2 separate regions of the Drosophila melanogaster genome follow, and region 1 is linked to region 2. The links are chromatin contacts, called in public Hi-C maps. All regions are on one chromosome and are shown on one strand. The core of a region is the stretch at or near the end of the contact, and the rest is flanking DNA. Distances in the headings are between cores, read along the strand shown. Region 1 holds the start of RpL21 (Ribosomal protein L21). Region 2 overlaps CG3635.

What was found. A called contact is a pair of places that touch in the nucleus more often than the background predicts.
Region 1: a Hi-C map of the Kc167 cell line shows a contact between it and region 2, with 2.4 times the contacts expected there. A contact is called at or near these places in 20 of 107 Hi-C or Micro-C datasets (the Clone 8 cell line, the Kc167 cell line, the ML-DmBG3-c2 cell line and 7 more) and 4 of 7 datasets of targeted methods (all in the Kc167 cell line).

The regions. Positions count from the first base shown.
Region 1 is chr2L:22,244,606-22,249,871 of dm6, reverse strand. RpL21 (Ribosomal protein L21) reads left to right here and starts at 1,997. Exons shown (of 2, transcript NM_001299204.1): 1 at 1,997-2,076; 2 at 2,151-2,726. The coding sequence starts at 2,167. The coding sequence ends at 2,646. Nubpl (NUBP iron-sulfur cluster assembly factor, mitochondrial) reads right to left here. Exons shown (of 2, transcript NM_001273759.1): 2 at 2,884-5,266.
Region 2 is chr2L:22,180,442-22,185,372 of dm6, reverse strand. It overlaps CG3635, which reads right to left. Exons shown (of 3, transcript NM_136294.5): 2 at 1,907-2,635; 3 at 1,382-1,845. The coding sequence ends at 1,450. Among named protein-coding and RNA genes, the nearest start is that of CG3635, 7.5 kb to the right of the region's middle.

The DNA of each region.
Region 1 (5,266 bases), core at 748-3,247, 66 kb before region 2:
CACCCTCCATAAATACACGTTCTTTACTTTTGCTTTTTAACGTGCTCATTGAGCAAAATTTAATGTTAGTCTAAATTAAAAAACTCGTTTTATTTAACTAATATACTAACCCTCAAATTCTTTTTTCCAAGCCAAAGATAATAAATAGCTTTTTTTTTAAATTTTCATCACCTAGACGCATAGTTATTTCTAATCGGGACAGATTGACAGAGAAATTGCTATTTTTGCTTAATTTTGTATTAAAAAGCGTTCTGTCCTTGATGGTGGAAGAATATTTGACATCCCAGTTTAACCATTTTAAGGGGCTAACGCTACAGTCAATATAATAGACGTTTTAAATTTTCCGAAACATCGATATTTATTGTAGACTATGGATGCTATTAGGATCATCGCTATTCGAATAACAAGAAGAAGACCTAGAACGCTAAAGGTATGCCGAAGAAATACAAAATCAAATACAAAATGTACATATATAAAAAGATATCCTTAAAATGCAACTGTTTGAACAGCTCTCACTGATTTTTAATTTTCTAATATAACCAGTTATACCAGTTTAAATCTAATTGATTTTATATTGTAATTTTATTATACGTTTTATATTTAATTTATTCTACATATTAAATTAAATGAATTTAATAATATTTAAATCTTTTTTCTTATATTTCAAGTGTAAATGATAATATTAATTTTATTTTAGAGAACATCGGAAAACTTCGATGTTACATCCACGATTTTTGTGAAAAACATCGATGTTTCGCGCTGAAACTACTACAATCTTTGAAATTAGATTCCAGAAAAAAAAAAAACAATTTATCCTATGACGATGAATTATGCGGATCTCGCCTATATAGATTCATATATTTCTTATTAAACTATTTCATTACGCTAAGAAATGAACAGTGTGGCATGTACATATATGCTGTTAAATATTTATATGAGTGGCTTTTATAAAATTAATTATTAATTATTATTCGGTTTTTTTTTTACGATTTTTTCGATATGTAAAGCGGACACACGAAATGAAAAGTAAATGCCTTTTTTCATATTAAAACAGAACTTATTTACTCAAGAGAAGAAATAGTTTACTCAGTGGTCTATTGATGCTTATTGCACATCATAACAAGATCATTCTGCCACTAATTTATTTAATAAAATTTTTATTGCTGACGCCACTTCAGATTTGACTAACAAAATTTTGATGTCGGCAACAAAAGTTTGGATTTGTCAAGGGGTCAAACATTGTTGGTGAAACGAAACAGGCATATAAAATATATAGAAGGAATTCATTAATTTATTTAAAGGAGAGCCAATAGTGTTGTTTGTAAATAATTCTATTTGATTTAATTACTTAAGTGGTCAAAGTGCCACAAAAAAGAAATTGCGGACATCGTAATTAAAACTATGAAATATGTGGCAGCTATGTTGTCTGGAACAGCTTAAACAGCTGTTTACCGCTGAATGCATATTGCGATATCCAAACTATAGAACAAATTTTCCAAAAGCAGAGCACCTAAAAAAGAAATCAAAAGATTTTGGCTAAATCGAATTCGAAAAAAATTACGATTATCAGATCATGAATGACTTTTCTTAAAAGGGAGCAAATTAATACTGAGTAAGTCCCACGGTAGTAAAGACTTAGGCAGAACGGTTCCTGAAAATTAAAATTATTAAATGGGGCAGGACTTTATCTTCCTTAAGGTTATATGTATCTTCAAAATTGTATCAACAAATTCGCTTAAATCACAAATTATTCCCATAGCGCATATTAACGTCTTGGAGTTGAACACTTCTCTCAGCGATTATTTGTATCTAGACATTTGTATGTAGTGCAATTTTATATATAATGTTTTTATATAATGTAAATATATGTATTACATAAATATTGCATTAAATCCTTATTAATACCAAATATTCAGACTTGGGACTATTTTGCTTCTCTTAAAAGATTAAGCTTATTGTGTAACTTAGTGTGGACGGTACATAATATTTAGTTTCTAAACTCTTAATTGCTATCAGTGGCAACGCTATTCAAGTAGCCATCTTTCTTTCTTTTCTCAACTATACGACCGCGTGGACGTAAGTTCAACGAGTTTTGTTGAATATTTCTTCATTATGACTTGAAAAAGATCTAATAAGCCTCTTTTTTATAGGGGATTATAAATAAAAATGACCAACTCAAAGGGCTATCGTCGCGGCACACGGGACATGTTTTCCCGTCCCTTCCGAAAGCATGGAGTTATTCCGTTGTCCACATACATGCGGGTTTTCAAGATCGGCGACATCGTTGACATTAAGGGACATGGTGCTGTACAGAAGGGTTTGCCCTATAAGGCATATCATGGCAAAACCGGGCGCATATTCAATGTGACTCAGCACGCCGTTGGTGTAATAGTAAACAAACGCGTAAGAGGCAAAATCCTTGCTAAGCGGGTCAATGTGCGCATTGAGCACATCCACCACTCCAAGTGCCGCGAAGATTTTTTGCGCCGCGTAAAGGAAAATGAGCGATTGCTGAAGGAGGCGAAGGAAAAGGGACAATGGGTCAGTCTGAAGCGCCAGCCGGAACAGCCGAAGAAGGCGCACTTTGTTAAGAAACTTGAAGAACCGATTGCTCTGGCCCCGATTCCATACGAATTCATTGCCTAAAGGCATTTTACTGCTCGGAAATTGTACGGAATGAAATAATATTTGATATAATTTCAGTAAACAAAAAAAATGTGCCCAATATAAACAGACTTTGTAATTTTCATTTTGCAATAAGGTCGGCGTCCAACTAAAGTTTTGATCAGCGACAACGTCTGCTTATTATTGAAAGGTTTTTATGTTCAAAGTCATTTGATACTAATTACCTACCATTTTGAGTAAAATGTTCTCGACTTGTTTATTTATAAACATTTATTCACTCAAACCACAGTAGCTCACAGATTGTTTCTCGCAGTTGCGAAATTGCTGCTAGACTAAGAAAGATAAAATCAAATCCGTCCTCAAGGCTACGGCGAATATTTGATTACATTTATGTCTGCGGACAGTGCTGGAGTAATATATACGTGAGGGCATTTCCAGACGAGCCAAGTCTTGACAATTGCTGCTGTGGTTTGGCCTTTTCTACATTTTGCATCAGGCTTGTGGCCTTTCAGTGCCACATACGCCAACCATATCGTGATCTCCGTCATGCTCTCCCATAGGTTGTTTTGAAGCTCTGAAGTTGATCGACATCCATCAAAACTAAAATTGTTTAATTTGTGTGCGTTAGCAAAAACAACGTCGTCTCAGATCGGAATTGAAAGATCAGCTGTATTTAATTGGTTTATGAAAGAATTTTTTCGTAATACTCCACCATTAAAATGTATCTGGACTACTTTCGTCCTCGATCCTGGTGTTAATTTTGGAGCTGATAGCTTTAGGTTTTCCAAGCCTCTCGTGGTCGTTGATGTACGGATACGGCCCAAACGGACCGTGCAATATATTAGCAGCTGGGTTGGGCTTACAAATTTCTGCAATAAGCCGCAGAGAGATGGCATTTCGTTGAAATGTAATCAAGCTCGGAAACTCAGTATATATGTATTAGTATTACAAATGTATTAAATGGACAATTTATTAAATATAAATATACTACACAGAAAAGATGCAGCATTGAAATAGCACATTATTTGGTTTTTATACACGTATACACGTTACTCGTAGAGTAAAAGGGTATCCTCGAGTCGTTAAAAAGTATGTAACAGGGGGCCAACCCAGCCCTAATCGGTACCATGGGATGAGCATCGCTCATGCGAGGTAGGCCCCCTTCTGGGAGTTTCATGGTGGCTGTGGTTGCTTAAGCTAGAAGGATCTCCTTCACCAAAGGGGGTGTGTTACCCGACAAGTGTGCAACCGAATTGGTACCTCTGAGTTTACTCGGGGGGTATATGAGTGAAAGAGTGAACGCTGTTGTCGAGTTTCTTTCTTCTTTGTGGAATACCACTTAAGAATAAACTTGAGTAGTCTAGTAATAATGATATTAATTTATCTTGGTCTGGTCCACGTAAATCAGTATCGACACTAGCGAAATCAAATTTACATTCAGAAATCAAACAGGTGAAAAGGACTTTTCACTAAATATATTTAGAGCGTTAAATGTTATTGTAACTCCCATATCTTGGCTCAATATTTTTCGTCCAATTAAGATATCTTAACTTAATCACCTAAAACTACATGGAATAAAATTTCAAATGTGTGTTCGGTTAAGGTAACATTTGCCAATATCTGAGTAGTACTACAAACGTACTGTTTCCAATGCCTCACAATACAACTACATTGATATATAATAATATAAATATTAAAAATATATAATAATATAATTCAAAAAAAATTTTTTCAATGATTTCAAAGAATTGGTATACAAAATTATTGTTATTAAAAAACCCAATGCCCATATGAAAAATCACATCGATGTCATGTTACTGGCAGTAATACCAGCTTGAATAACTCACTCGCTTTAGCGCGATCGAGGACGACGGCGACTTTTTTGAGTACGTTCCCTGCATTACTTATCGAGCGTCGGTTGGCTGAGAGGAATCTAAATATTGTCATCGATACCGCGGTGTCGGCAAAAAAAAAAGAAAAGAGAGATGGAGTGGAATTGTTGCGTTGGAAGCTCTTGGAGTTCAATAAGATACGACTGGATTTAAAGGGAGAAAGACAGTTTTTTAGGTTGCGGGATTTGCGGGTCAGCTGAGCTGAATAACTGTACAGCGACGAATGTATTTCATATGCTAGAGACATAAATATGACAGTACCAAAAAAATATGAGTTTTCATAAAAGCACTAAGGAGCATTTGAAATGTTAAAAATAGCGTTAATCAAAGGAAAAGTTCTAAAGCTTTACGATCACTTGAGACAGAGATTTATACAGATGTATGTAAGTTTGGATTAAAAGCAGTTATGCTTTAGAGAGATTTCGGGGATAAGTTGTGACATGTAAGTTTTGCGTTGACCGACATGTGAAAGGCTCAATGTAGTGAACGACGTTCTGAATGAAGATCCCAACAAAGAGCTCATAGGTAATAAAGGTGAGAATTCTAAGCTCGGAAGGAGGTTCAACAAATTCGAAAAGTACCAAAGTTAACTGTTTTAAATATGCCTACTTTGGATATTTAAGTAATTCAAGACTGTTTGATGTCTATGTAAGATAATGAGAGAAATGAGATGAGAAAAAATGCGATCAGAAAATACAAACGATATGGTCAGTAAGAGTAGAAGAAGGCATGTTTAGTACACGCACACA
Region 2 (4,931 bases), core at 2,098-4,597:
ATTTCCTCTGGCAACTCCAGTTGTTGTTAAGACGTGCTCGATTCCATTTCTCTTGAGGTAATCTTCAAATGCTCCTAAAGTAAACGCAACTCCTCTGTCGGTTATTATTCTGCTCGGATTACCAAATACGTTTGACCATTCTTCCATTTTTTCAAAACTTCGTCAGCTCAAGTTGATTTTGTAGCAAAAATCCACACTAATTTCAAAAATCCATCAACAAGTGCGAAGATGTTCTTATATAGTTTCAGAGACGAGTCCATCCACCTTTCTCAATGCAGCATAAAAGTCCATCCTGTTTGCCCAGCTTTTTGTTCGTAATAATGCACGAAATACACGCGTTTTTAAGCTTTGCGACCGTGCTCTCTGGGTGTGGAATCCAAAACTGCTGTTGTATGAGCTTCGCTTATAATCTCACGTTCCATTATTTTAAGTACAACAAGCTAATCATTTCCTTCGACAAACTGGAACAAAACTCCTCCCTTCAGATTAAAGTCGTTGTAAGGTCGTTCTTCCAATATCGTGAGTATGGCCTGAATATATTCATCTTTTTGTTGGGCAGCCTTCAACCGACAAGATATCTTAGACGATATAAAAAAAAAATCTCTTTGACATAACGGCTGAGACAGTCCACGTGACGCATTCTCTCACCCGCACGATGCTCTGTCTTGAAGTCTAAATCTGCCATATACAAAATCCATTCTGCTACCTCGCGAGGAACGTCTTTCTTCTTGATGGTCTGCGTAAGCGCTATGTTATTGACAACCGTCAGTATCTAGCTTGAACGGAACTCCAAGTAAATAATGGCGAAATTTATTCATAGCTAAATAAGCAGCCTTTACTTCCAAAATGTAACTGTGTCTTCCTGATTCACTTGGACTCGCCTTTTTGCTCCAATAAAATAAGGGGTGCAATTGATTTTCAATATTCTGCAGCAATGTGGCCCCAAATCCGTTCTTTGAAGCATCTAAGTGCAGCTCCGTTGATGCACCTCTACAATAAATCCTTAAAATAGATTCTTCACACAATTCACTCTTCAGATTCTCAATAGCTGCGTATTCTTTAGACTCCAATTTGAAGGTGGCATCCTTTTTTAATAGATTGGTTAAAGGTCGCGCAATGATGGCATAGTCTCTTACAAACTTCCTGAAGAATCCCGTTAGACCGAAAAAGGATTGAACAGCTTTCACATTCTTAGGTACTGCAAACTGCTTAACGGCCATGTTTTTTCCCACAGTTTTACCAAGTGAAACTCCATTTTGCTGCTCGCGTCGCTGTCACCGATAAACGCCATAGTTGTAAGAATAATACATATGTTTCTAAAATCAATTTTAAATTGAGGATCCAACTATGATGAACCTTAACAATAAAACACCGCTTTTATACATATGAAAATAAAATGGGTTTCCTTTAAAACGTAATTCATATACATATCAAACAATTCGTAAGATACTAGAAACCTACACCATCTTCATCGTATTTACGAATCTTCTGAATTATCTTATTATTAATAACCTCCTTTACATTGTTGGACCACAAAAAATCGTAATGGTTCCAGTCTCTGAATGGAATACGGTATAGTTGGGCGCATGGTAGGAGTGAGGCCAGATACTTCACATCCCCAACAGCGGACATATAGTCATTTTCGCTGTAGTACATATCCACACAGCTCTTAATGTATTGAACGTTGTAAGATGGAGGCGTTGGCTGCTGGTAAATGATTTCGTTTAGCTCCGGTCCATGATCATACTGTCGGAAGTCGCCTGACCTGTAAAGCTGGAGGTAGTGGATTACTTGGCTCGAAGATGCCCCTGCTGGGTGTGTTGCACAAACGTCCGGCAACAGAGTCTACAGGGTGTCAAGACTATTTAACAAGGTACGATCATTTAAGATCCATATGGCCACTAACCTGGTTCAAGTGTCGTGTTCCCCACCCTCCGATGAAGTCCAGCAGACCAGAGCACAGAAAGTTAAACATGGAGCTACTGGAACAGATGTGCTCACATATCAGTTTCTGTAAATTAGTAATAGGTAGCAGCTCCATACTTCCTAATACCCAGCTAAGAAAGGACGGCGTTCCCAGAAAAATGCCACCCAGCTTGGACAGAATAAAAGAGTGGTCACGCATGTAAGCTATGGGCGCCAATAGGTGCACGGAACGCAACTTTTCGTTGTACAAAGGCAGAGAAGACATAAGTACAAAGAACGCCGTGGTACCCTGCGAGTGTGCAACAAAATGCAAAGAGCTGGACTGACTCTTCGCCAGCGCATAGTCTAGCATGGCTGCGAGGTCATAGACACCTATCTCGTGCCAGCTGAAACGCCAAAAGTCGGACGTGTCCGGATGGATATGCTTGTGCTGCCGTGAGTACGTGTTGCCACGTGCATTGCCCAGCCAGACATCGTAGCCGGCGTCTGCAAGCATGTAGGCCAGAGACGCCTCTGGTCCGTTTATAATCCAGTCGTCGGAAGCACTCAGGATGCCATGTTGCAAAAACACTACAGCCCTTCGCCCAGCTCTATTTAGATGACTTCGGTTTGGGGATGATGGGATGCGGTAAATAGTAAGGATGTAGTCATCATGGGTGATGACTGTATGCTCTTCTACCGGGTAATTGTGATTGGAAATTGACGTAGCCTATCAATGATTTAAAAAAGTGATTGGTTATAAAGTTCTCAACTGCATGCTGAAGCTAATCAGACCCTGCAGTTAATTATATACAATATAATTAAATGTTTGCAATATTTATATGTGAAAAAAAATATAATTTTATTTTACTAAATGATTACAATATTTAGATTTTCGAAGAAGACCGACCAATTACAATTAGGTCTCAAACTAAACTTAACTTCATACTCTGATCTGATTGACGTTCAAGCCTCGGTATCGAGCTTTTCTGATATGGACTTTAGACTTTAGGGTTCTGATCATGAAGAGAAAGGGCTTTGCGTTTCTCTTAGAAGTGCATTCGCTCTTGGATACAAGTGCTCTTAGATTCTTATAACGATGGGGTGAGGGGATGGATGTTTAGTCTACCAGTGGGTGACTTATCTAGAGTTGGGGTTTTTCCACTCTCGAGAAACATATGGTAGTCTTATTCTTATCTGGTATCTGTTGGGTATATCCGGAGTAGTGTAGGGTGTATTTGGTTGTACATGTTGTGTGTGTATTAGTGTGTAGGCATGTTCTTAAGTCATAGGGACTTATGGATATGTTACTATATATATATTAAAAACAAGCTTTATTTTCGGTTTCCCGCAACTGACTGAAAGAAGTAAGTGCTTCTGTAGGTAAATGAAACGTGCGTAGTAAACCTTAACCTTAACCAGAAAACCATCGATGCAACAGCGTCCATTTCAAATATTCCTTTTTCACATGGCTCTGACCGTCCGGCCGACGCTCTCAGCTTTACCAATTGTTTCCAGTACGGCAAGAGCCATCACACCATACTAGTGTTCGTAAACGAACGAACTAAATTGAACTATTCACCAAACTGAACGAACTGAAGTTCACTTAGTTCAATATAGTTGTAAACTCTTTATTATTTCATATTATTATTATGTCTAAGTAAGTACTAATAATATTAATTTTCATTGACAGCATTGTATGAAGTAAATTCATAACATTTTTTTTTTTTTGTGAAGCACCTTTAGGCAAGTTTAAAAAATGAACGATTGAACATAATAAACGACCTAGTTCATTGATTTTAAACGCACGAACGAACTTATTCCCCAAATTGATCTAGGTTTACCCAATACTACACTATCCCATTGCAACATCTCCTCCAAGTCCTACTCTAGCGCGACAACGCAGGCCGACCAACACAGCGCAGCTTACAGCTCATTTGTTTCTCGGAGACGCAACTTCTCAGTGGATTCAAGGATTGCAGTTAGCCGATTCAAACTTTACCCGCTGTGGACGGATCGTCGTCCCCGTGGGTGTGTATTTCATTCAACAGATTTCAGAGATTCGAAGAGGCACTCAGGAAGATAGGTTAGATTGTTTTCGGACCAGTGACTAGATCGGGGGTATACGAATTCGCCATGCGCTGTAATCTCGTGACGATAGACCAGATGGTGCACAAGTTTCCCGAAATAGATCACGTGCCCAAAGAGCGCCAACTAACTATAGAGGAAAAATGGTGTGAAAAACATTTTGTGGACACCCATGTTCGTCAGCCAATCGGAAATTACAGATCCGCCTGACGTTCAAAACTTTATATTTATATATGTCTAGATATATAAAAGACATATCGCCTTAAATAGTTTCCACGCCTTGAAACAAAAACTTTAGCAGAAAACACGTTAGCAGTATGCAAGTGCAATCGGGGAGTATTTTAAACTACACCAGATACATGATGACTTTCGGATCCGACCTTGTTTAACATGGCGTGTTCCACACTGAGCATAACAACAAGTGAGCATATGGTGCATGTGCCTGGGGATACGCCAGACAAGTGTCCCGGACTAGCACCTATAGCTATGTACATAGCGACCACCCCGGTAGCAATTCGAGTACTTGCTTGCCGGGCAAGCACTACCCCTTGCTGAGGAGCGAGATCTACCTAAAATCTCTTCTGCCACCACGATACTCCCACCACGGGCCTACCTTAATGAACAGTCTTGGCTAGCTGCACAACCTGTGGAACCGAAAAAAGGGGTTCGGTGGGCCTCCTCCAATTGCGCCGACAAGCATGGTTGGAGGAACCTATCGCTGTATTAGTCGCCTCTTACGACAAGCAACAGCGGACTGTGGTAGTATTCTCGCCTGCTAACCACACGGTGAGTACACCAGATACAGTAAATCGTTTCTCGTGAAGACAGCCATGTGTAACTTAACTCAAGGGGAGATCTGCATTTTCTGTAGCACAATTCACCACCACACAGTAATAAAAAAAGGAATTTAAGATATTTAAGCGCAATTTTGTGTAACG